3 separate regions of the Sus scrofa genome follow, and regions 1 and 2 are each linked to region 3. A link is a contact called in public HiChIP or PLAC-seq data. All regions are on one chromosome and are shown on one strand. Each heading gives the region's core, a stretch centred on a gene start, on an enhancer-like site or on the middle of the called end of the contact. The rest is flanking DNA. Distances are from core to core; before and after follow the strand shown. Region 1 holds the start of GLMP (glycosylated lysosomal membrane protein). Region 2 holds the start of RXFP4 (relaxin/insulin like family peptide receptor 4). Region 3 holds the start of MEX3A (RNA-binding protein MEX3A).

Evidence for each region. HiChIP or PLAC-seq counts read pairs in DNA pulled down with a chosen protein or histone mark.
Region 1: a contact with region 3 is called in an H3K27ac HiChIP or PLAC-seq map of alveolar macrophages, with 3 times the contacts expected there. The contact joins the promoter of GLMP here to the promoter of MEX3A in region 3. A contact is called at or near these places in 1 of 5 promoter capture datasets (fetal liver), 1 of 47 Hi-C or Micro-C datasets (embryonic fibroblasts) and 2 of 2 datasets of contacts at active chromatin or transcription factors (alveolar macrophages and skeletal muscle).
Region 2: a contact with region 3 is called in an H3K27ac HiChIP or PLAC-seq map of alveolar macrophages. The contact joins the promoter of RXFP4 here to the promoter of MEX3A in region 3. A contact is called at or near these places in 8 of 47 Hi-C or Micro-C datasets (embryonic fibroblasts, fetal skeletal muscle, liver and 4 more) and 2 of 2 datasets of contacts at active chromatin or transcription factors (alveolar macrophages and skeletal muscle).

Annotation. Positions count from the first base shown.
Region 1 is chr4:93,757,282-93,760,334 of Sscrofa11.1, reverse strand. GLMP (glycosylated lysosomal membrane protein) reads right to left here and starts at 1,396. Exons shown (of 5, transcript XM_005663295.3): 1 at 1,234-1,396; 2 at 89-289. The coding sequence starts at 1,353.
Region 2 is chr4:94,083,239-94,086,403 of Sscrofa11.1, reverse strand. RXFP4 (relaxin/insulin like family peptide receptor 4) reads left to right here and starts at 1,309. Exons shown (of 1, transcript NM_001005844.1): 1 at 1,309-2,430. The coding sequence starts at 1,309. The coding sequence ends at 2,430.
Region 3 is chr4:93,948,074-93,951,237 of Sscrofa11.1, reverse strand. MEX3A (RNA-binding protein MEX3A) reads right to left here and starts at 1,362. Exons shown (of 2, transcript XM_021089689.1): 1 at 437-1,362. The coding sequence starts at 890.

The DNA of each region.
Region 1 (3,053 bases), core at 147-2,646, 190 kb after region 3:
CAGGCAGATACCTGTGTTTGAAGGCGACCCTCATCAACTCCCACCCTTATCAACCAGCCTTTTGAGTTCTGATTCCCCATACCCTTACCCTGAGGGCCAAGCTGCCATTGGCAAAAGCCCCGGTAGGGTCGTGAATGGGGTGGCCTCGAAATGTGGCACTCAGGGTGGCAGGATCCAATGAATCAGTGATGTTGTTCCAAGAGAACTCAGCCAAGGAATACGGAGGATACGATTTTCTTGGAGGCTTTGTCACTGCATCGGATGTGTTGGTGCTGTCAAATTCAAACAGCTGGCGGGTGGGGGTGAGGAGGGACTGGGCTTGCCAGAGTCCAGGTTTCTCCTGAGTCACCACCCCCCAAGTCACTGCCCCCCACCCCCGGCTCTCATACCTCTATTTCATCTACCCCCAGTCTTCAGTTTCTCTAACTCAAATGAAGTCTCTCCTCTGTACTGATTCCCTTCGGTTTCCCCCAACCTCCTCACCCTGGTAAAGACAACGGCAGAAGAAAATTGGATGCTGTCTTTGGGGAGCACCATCAAGCTCCCTTCAGGGTCAGAGGAGATCAGGAGGCTCCAGTTCACACGCAGGGTGCTGTGGGGGGTATTGGTGGCCACTAGTAGCACTGCTGGGGGCCCTAGGCTGCTCCACACATAGTGCAGTGTGGAGTTGGTACCCACTGCATGGATATGAAGCAGGTTCTGGGGAGGGTCCAGCCCGTCAGAGATGACCTCCAGAGACACCTAGAACATGGAGTAGTGGGAGGGTCAAGGGAACAGGATCAGGGAGAGACACAGGGCAGATGTTTGGGGACAGGGAAGGGGGCTTGGGAAATGATGGGGAAACGGTGGGACCTTGGGGCCTAGGCAAGAGCAATGCTTGTGGGAGCTAAGAGATTCCTGCTGTAAGGAGAGGTGGGTAGAGAAAACGGCCTTGACTCTAGTGGAGAGATAAGGACACAGGGCTGAGAGAAGAAAAAAAAAAAAAAAATCCAATACTTGCCTGGATCTGGCTTACTCAGGGCTAAGTCAGAGTTCAGATTTCCCGGGAAGACAGGAAGCCCTCATACATCCTACTTCTCAATTCTGTCCCATGATCCATGGCTGTCCCCACCCCCAGGGTTGAAGAAACTCTTCTCAATGCAAGCACCCTCCACCCCCACCTCTCGGTTATCCTAGATTCCAACCACCCTTCAAGGCAGCACATCCTGAAACAGGATTGCTCTAGTCCCTCACCTGGCGGGTTTCCTCCCCCAGCAGGCCAAAAGGAGCTGCTGTCAGAAGTAGACTCAGGAGGAGCACGGGGCTGGGGACATAGTGCCCCCAACCCCGGCAGGGCTCCTCACAGCTACCCATGCAGTTCTAACTTCAGAGGGCGGAAGAGACGCTGGGTCATATGACTCAGAGATTCAGCTGATCTCTTTAAAGGGCGGGGCCATCACAGCAGTTCTTAAAGAGACCGCCTCCCTTAACTCAGATTTAGGCTTGCGTGAGAATAGAATCAGAAAGGTTAAGCGGAGAGTTCTCTGATGGCCTAGCGCGTTGAGAATCCTATGTTCTCACTGCTGTGGCTCTGGTTGCTGCTGTGCGGCGTAGGTTCGATCCCTGGCCCAGGAATTTCCGCACACTGACCGTGTGGCAAAAAAGGGAAAAAAAAAAAAAAGTTAAGCATTGTTCATCATCCCCAACTGAGCTGGCAAGCAAGTCATCCTGGCCTAGATTGGCAGACATATTCCCAAATATTCCCAACCTCTCCTACCCAACTGTCCCACTAAACTAAGCTGTAAGTGGGCATGTTGTCTGGATTCAAGATTCAAATGGAATCTGCAAAACGACTCTGAGGCAGGGAAGGCACAGAGGAAATTTGAAGGAATGTGGGGCGGTGGGGGCAGGGGATAGCACACCTCAGAGGGAACTTTTTGTCAATTATTACTATTTACTGAGTTTCCAGGTATGCACATTCTTGTCTGGAAGAGCTCACAATTTTATGGTTGAGAAAAGAAACTTCAGAAAATAGAAAATGAAAGCAGTATTTTTCAAAGGGAGTTGATGTCTGGCTAAACAAATGCTTTTTTTTTTTTTTGTCTTTTTGCCATTTCTTGGGCCACTCCAGCGGCATATGGGAGGTTCCCAGGCTAGGGGTCAAATCAGAGCTGTAGCTGCCGGCCTATGCCAGAGCCACAGCAGCGCAGGATCCAAGCTGAGTCTGCAACCTACACCACAGCTCACAGTCGGATTGTTAACCCACTGAGCAGGGGCAGGGATCGAACCCGCAACCTCATGGTTCCTAGTCAGATTCGTTAACCACTGCGCCACGATGGGAACTCCTGAATGCACTTTTTTTTTTTTTTTTTGTCTTTTGCCTTTTTGTTGTTGTTGTTGTTGTTATTGTTGCTACTTCTTGGGCCGCTCCCGCGGCATATGGAGGTTCCCAGGCTAGGGGTTGAATCGGAGCTGTAGCCACTGGCCTACGCCAGAGCCACACCAACGCGGGATCCGAGCCACGTCTGCAACCTACACCACAGCTCACAGCAACGCCGGATCGTTAACCCACTGAGCAAGGGCAGGGATCGAACCCACAACCTCATGGTTCCTAGTCGGATTCGTTAACCACTGCGCCACGACGGGAACTCCACTGAATGCACTTTTTGATTTGGGTTTTTTTTTTTAGCCTAATCCTAAAATTATTTGACTAAAAATAAATGCACATGGTATAATATTCGTAAGGTACCAAAGGATTATCACCCCTTCTCCTCTGCAACCTGGGTCCTTCCTTGAGACAACCGCTATTACCAGCTTATGTATCCTTCCTAAAAACATTCTATGCAATGCTCAAGCATATATATCTATTGCATACTACATACATATATGTATACACATATACTATGTATCCTGGAATCCAAGTACTGTTCTGCAGTTTGCTCTTTCACTTATATATTGAGGATTGCTCTGTATCAATGCACTTGGAGCTGCCTTATTCTCCAGTCTTTCATTGCAGGGGAAAATGTTCCCTGAATATATTTAGCCAGAGCCTTGATAGTTTGCAACACTTTCTT
Region 2 (3,165 bases), core at 60-2,559, 140 kb before region 3:
GCACAGGGCAGGAAGGTGTTGAATATTTTGGAATCCTTGAAAAAGCATTATTCCTTTATCTGCACCCTGCCCTCCACACCCCCATCTCCTCTCCTTTCTCTCATCACAGCAAATTCTGCAACGGTTAGGGCTATGGGCACAAAAGGGAAGGACCCATTGAGGCATTTTTTCCAATTAGGACTGAGATCATGAGGAGACAGGATGGGGTGTGGTGAAGGTGTATCTCAGCATCCGCAGCTCTGAAACGCGGTTTGGGGGTTGGAGGAGAGAATGGAGGCACCATTGACCTCAGATTAGAGCAGGAAAGTGTGAAATGGCTGTGGGCGTTAGTGATCGAGGCTAGCAGGACTTCTTAGCAGGAAGAGAACCAAGGGCATGCCCCAGGGCCACTCAGGTCCTCATAGGCTGCATTCCCAGTGGGGAGGGAACAGGAAGCTGTGACTTCCTCTCCCCTTTTCTTCCCTGCTTTTAGCCTCAAGGTCACTTGCTGCTGCAACGAATTCCAACCTGTGTTTTCGTTGGCGCTGTTCCCTGGCCATGGTGTTAATAACTGCTTAGTACCTTGCTCCCTTCTGCCACAAAGGCCCCCAACTTTTCCTTTGAAATAATAACCATTTGTGCAAATAGCAAGGCACAAAGTGCCCTTTCATATGTGTCATCTCATTTTATCACACTAATCCCGTGAAGAGAGATTTTAATTTGAAAAATTTAAGTAAGGAAACTGAGGTTCAGAGGAGGGAAGAAATTCACTAAAGTCACAGAGTGGTAGTAGAATTGGGACTCCAGAGCCTTGCCTGCCCCTACGCCCCCTCCCAGCCCACCTCCCCAGGTGCCCAGGGAGCACTTTCTGCAGAGAAGGGGGCCCCTGAACAGTTAGGAATAGAGGGGGTTATAGTTTGGTTCCTGCCATCCCTCAGATGGGGTATCTCTGGTCCCCTCCCTGGGTGGAGGCTTGGGGCTGCCCTTCATAGTGGGATAATTTCCCCTTCCCCATTCCCTCTCTTCTGCATGGAGACACACGCACGCACGCAGGCACGCACGCACGCACGCACTTATCCCAGGGTTCTGGTCCTCCCTCACCCTGCCCCACCCACCCCAAGACCAACAGAGAAGAGGCAGGTTGTCCCTCCAGGACCCGCCCTATGAGGTATGACCGTGGGCTGGGCCTCCAGGCAGCCAGAGGCCCCAGAGAAGCAGAGAAGCGCTCAGATCTACAGCAACCTGCAGAGCGCCCTAGGCGGCCCCTACCAGCCTGGCAGACACTCGCTGGCCCCTCTGCCCTGCACCACTGACATCTGATGCCCTGCGATGCCCACACCCAATACCTCTGCCCCCCTGCCCGCTTTCTGGGTCAATGCGTCTGGAGGCAGCGTGCTGAGTGCTGATGATGCAACGATGCCTGTTGGATTCCTAGCCCTGAGGGTCATGGTTGCCCTGGCCTATGGGCTTGTGGGGGCCGTCGGCTTACTGGGAAATTTGGCTGTGCTGTGGGTGCTGGGTAACTGCGCTCGGAGAGCCCCTTGCCCACCTTCTGACACTTTTGTCTTCAATCTGGCTCTGGCAGACCTGGGGCTGGCACTCACTCTTCCCTTCTGGGCAGCTGAGTCGGCGCTGGACTTCCACTGGCCCTTCGGAGGTGCCCTCTGCAAGATGATCCTGACAGCCACCGTCCTCAACATCTATGCCAGCATCTTCCTCATCACGGCGCTGAGTGTTGCCCGATACTGGGTGGTGGCCATGGCTGGGGGACCAGGTACCCACCTCTCGCTCTTCTGGGCCCGTGTGGCCACCCTGGCAGTGTGGGTAGCAGCTGCCCTGGTGACGGTGCCCACGGCTGTCTTTGGGGCTGAGGGCGAGTTGTGTGGCGTGCGGTTGTGTCTGCTGCGCTTTCCCAGCAGGTATTGGCTGGGGGCCTACCAGCTGCAGAGGGTGGTCCTGGCCTTTATGGTGCCACTGGGCATCATCACCACCAGCTACCTGCTGCTGCTGGCCTTCCTGCGACGGCGGCGACAGCGACGGCAGGACAACAGGGTTGTGGCCCGCTCCATCCGCATCCTTCTGGCTTCCTTCTTCCTCTGCTGGTTCCCCAACCATGTGGTCACTTTCTGGGGTGTCCTGGTGAAGTTTGACTTGGTGCCCTGGGACAGCACTTTCTACACCATCCATACCTATGTCTTCCCTGTCACCACCTGCCTGGCACACAGCAACAGCTGCCTCAACCCTGTGCTGTACTGCCTCCTAAGGCGGGAGCCCCGGCGGGCCCTGGAAGTCACCTTCAGGGACCTGAGAGCAAGGCTGTGGCCGCAGGGCCGGGGCTGGGTGGAACAGGTGGCCCTAAAGGAAGTGGGCAGGCGGTGGGAGGAGATCACCCCTAGGGATGGTGGCCCTTCTGCCATGCCCACCAACCGGGACAAAGGGACAGCTGGGTGAAGGGAGCAAGCTAATCCCCCTCTTTCTGGGGGTCTGCCAGGTCAGGTGCAGGATCCACGCATCCCAGGGAGAGAAAAGCTGGCTTCTCTGCTGTAATGTAACGCTCTCAGGGAGAGTCTGATCTTTGATCCCCAAGTCTGGCAGTGGGAGAATGGGGGAGGCCGGGGCCCAGATCAGGGCTGGGTAGGAAGAACCAGAAGTCTCCACGTGGAGATGGGAATGAAGAGGATCTGAGAATAAACCTCTGGAGCATCCACAAAGTGTGTGCACCTTTCATCCTGGTTCCACCTCCAGGTCAGTGTGGCCTAAAGGATTCTTTGTCCCGTGTCTGCCTCCTGTGAACTTTTCTAGGAAATTTTCCCTAAGGGTCCTAGGCTAATTGGCTCTATCCTCTCCATCCCACCTCCCTCACCTCAAATGGGTGTACCCTTGTCCTTCTTCTGGTGTTGGGGCCAAATGTGGCCTCCTCTGGCCATCTCTACCTTCTTACCATCTCAGTAGTGCCCTCAAAAACTTGGTGCCCACAGACACCTCAGCTGCAAAAGCTGTAGTTCCCCCTGCAGGGAGATGCCTCGTGTGGGGTCATGCTGGATGCCTAGCTCCAGCCAAGCCTGGAGTGCAAACCCCTGTTGCTGGCTGGGCGTAGCCCATGCGTTTCTCCTTAAATCAGGATTTGGGAGGAAGAAGAGAAGATAAGGACAGGCCAAGGATGAGGGTGGGGCATAAGGAGGTGAG
Region 3 (3,164 bases), core at 113-2,612:
CCCAAAGTCTGTAACTCCAGGCGGCTGGGGGTCCCAGGGGTGCCCCCTCCCCAACCCACTAGCAGATGCCGGAGTAGGGGCCTCGGAGTAACTCTTTGCACATTCTGCCAGTTTTTCCGGCTAGGAGTGGACACCCCCTCCGGACAGCCTCCCCGGATTGGAAGACCAATCCCCCTCCCTTTTCCCTCTCTCCACCGGAGGATATTTCTTTGTCTAAGGGCACAGCCCTGAGGGGAGGAAGGATCTGGAGAACAGTCCCAACTGGGGGGTAGCCGGGAACTTTGTGGCACTTGGAAATCAGGGTAGGGGGCGGGTCCCCCTTTGTGGGGAAGAGACCAAGCCAGAGGCGGGCAAGGAGGGAGGAAATGAACTTTCCGTGCTAGGGATGGGGTGCCCCCCACTCCAGTCTCTCTCCACGGTCCCGGCGCCCGCTTACCTTGCCTGCCCACGATCTCGGCCACGTGCTCGGAGGTGGGCACGGGTACACACTCGGTGGTGTTGCTGCTGCCCTTCAGGCGCAGCTCGGCCTCTTTGTAGAGAGCGCAGAGCTTGGCGTCGCTGGCCCCTTTGGGGGCGGTGGGGGGCTGGGGCGTCTGCGCCGCGGGGGCCGCTGTCGGGGCGGCCGGGGGCGCCGCGGGCGGCGGCGGCTGGGCCGGCTGCGGGGGGGCGGCCGGCTGCGCGGGGGCGCCGCCCCCCCCACCTCCCCCGTCCTCGCCCGCCGTGGGGGCGGGGGGCTCCCCCAAACCCAGGAGGCAGAGTTGATCGAGAGCCAGCTGAAGGGCGCGCTCGTCTTCCAGCAGCCCTCGGTCCTTAGCGCTTCCCCCGAAACATCCTAGTTCTCCAAAGCCCCCATTTCTTTCCATTATTCCAGATACCACTAGACTAGGCATGGCGAAACAAAAGCTGGGGGAGAGAGAGAGAGGGAGAGAGAGAGAGGTGGTGGAAGGGAAAAGAGGAGAGAGGAGGGGAGGGGAGAGGAGAGGAGGGGGGTGTGTGGGGAGGGGGAACAAAGAACTGGGGAGGGGGGAAGAAAGCGAGATAGAAAGATAGACCCTCCCCCTAAGCCCCCCTCCCCAAACACCCTGTAACCCGACTCCCCTCGCCCCAGCCCCCGGGGTGGGGGTGGGGGGAAAGAGAAGCAAAACCAAGAAAGCAGATCTCCTCTCTTCTCCGGGGGTGACGGGGGGCGGGGGGCTGCGGGATCTCTGCCCCCACCCCTCCCGCCTCAGGCCCGGGAGTCTCTAGACCCCGCCGTCCAGACGCCCCCCTTAGGCTCCCGCACCGAGCCCCAGTCCAGGAGCGGCGCTCAGTGGCCCCCAATAGAGCCCAGCCCCTTCCAGCGCTCAAACTCTTTTGTTTTAAATGAACTGGATGGAGCAGCATGGAACTGACGGGAGGGGGGCGCGCCGGGGGCGCCCGGGGCATGCCGGGAGTTGTAGTTTCCCGCCCTTGGGGGCGAGGGGACGAATTCCCTGACCCGAGGAGGATAGGGATGTGCCTTCGGTCTTTACCCGCGGCTCAGAGGCGAAGCTGAGGGTGGGATGGAAGTCGAGGTCCCTCATTTTTCCGAGGGGCGGGCACCGGGAGAGGAGTCAGTGTACAGAAACGGTTCGGGTCGAAAAAAGGCTAATGGAGTGTGTCCCCCCTCCCAAGACGGGCTCCTTCCCGATCCGGGCCAGTCTCAGGTCCTTCTTTCTTATGATAATGAGGGGGGGCGAGAGGGCGGGGAGCGGTCCCGGCTGGGTCACTGCGGCTTTCTCTCGCTCTCTCGCTCTCTCCCCTCTTCCCCCTCCCTGTCGCGCTCCCTCTCAGCTCTCCGCTCCCCCCTCCCGCTCTCCCAGAGTATATCCCGGCTCCCGGCCGCGGGGAGAGGTTCTCCGCAGAGCAGACAAAGCCCGCAGCCGCGATGCGGGGAGAGCTTGGTCCTGCGCGCTCTGGGAGCCGGGATGGGGTGCCGGGTTGGAGGGTGGGACCCCCTGGCAAAAGACGGGGTCCCCTCATCCCCAAGCGGCAAGCCATCCTCCCTCATCCCCTCCTGCCCCCCAGTCTCGGAGATCTGAGAGGCACCGACTGGGAGGTGAGTTAGTTCACTTCCTTCTGATCTGTAGAGGGAACCGGGAGGGCTCTGGAGTGTTGAGGTGAGGAGGACGAAGGGGTGGAAAGAGAGGAGAGAAGTAGGGGACCGAGAATGGGGAAGCAAGGGAAGTCTGAAAGACGTGATGTGACTTAACAGTTTAGGGAGAGCCGGGAGCTTTGGGTGCGACAGGAGGAGGAAAGAGAGACCCGATGGAATGGAGACCCGGGCTTCCTCAGACCTGGGCCGTGCATACAGCTTGGGGGCGATCTGTTCTTTAGCCTTAACCGTCATTCTGCTTTGCCTCACCCATCTTTCTCCCATTGAATAATACCTTGTGACTCTGGAAATTTGGTGAAAGTAAAAAATCAGTATTTAAGGCACGAATTGGACAGCTGGGGACTTTTAGGGGAGCTTGTGGAAGTTGGAGTGTAAAGCAATCTTTTCTTCTCCCCTCACCCCATAGCTTTGGCATTTCTTTTGTCACTCTCTTTATGCCTGGGTCTTTCCCAGTAGGAGAAAGGATGGCACTGCAACTTGAGGGCTTGAGATCAGACTTTTAAGAACTTCCCAAAAGAATTTTATAAGAATGTGTGGGTGAGCAGCCATGGAAGGGTGCCCTTTCCTGGAGTGCCTTTGAACCCAAAAATCCGAACTAGTTTGTGAGGTAAAGTCCTCTTTGGAGGCAGAGGAACAGAGGAGATGACCTCACAGACCAGGCACTGTGAGGCCATGAGGGCTGAGCTGCTGCAAAGCCCAGTTCCCTAAACTGATTCTCACAAAGAGTAAATCTGCACACCAGTGGAAGGGCGGGAGCCAGGGTGAAGGATCTCAGAAGCGGGTGGGTGTTGGCACACTCTGGGGGGGCTCTCGATTCTCTTTGCCCAGCAGGAGATCCAGGGCAGGGGAGCCATGACTGAGAAAGCCTGGAAGGCTCGGGGTTTGGGGAGGGGTATCTTCTGGCTCAAGGATTTAACTTAACCTTGTGGGATTGGGCGCTCCCGACTCTAAGCAAGAGTGGGAGAGGAAGAATTGGAGAGACAAGGCCCTATGGGAGTGGGCTGTTCCCCTCTCCTTCTGCCCCAGGAAC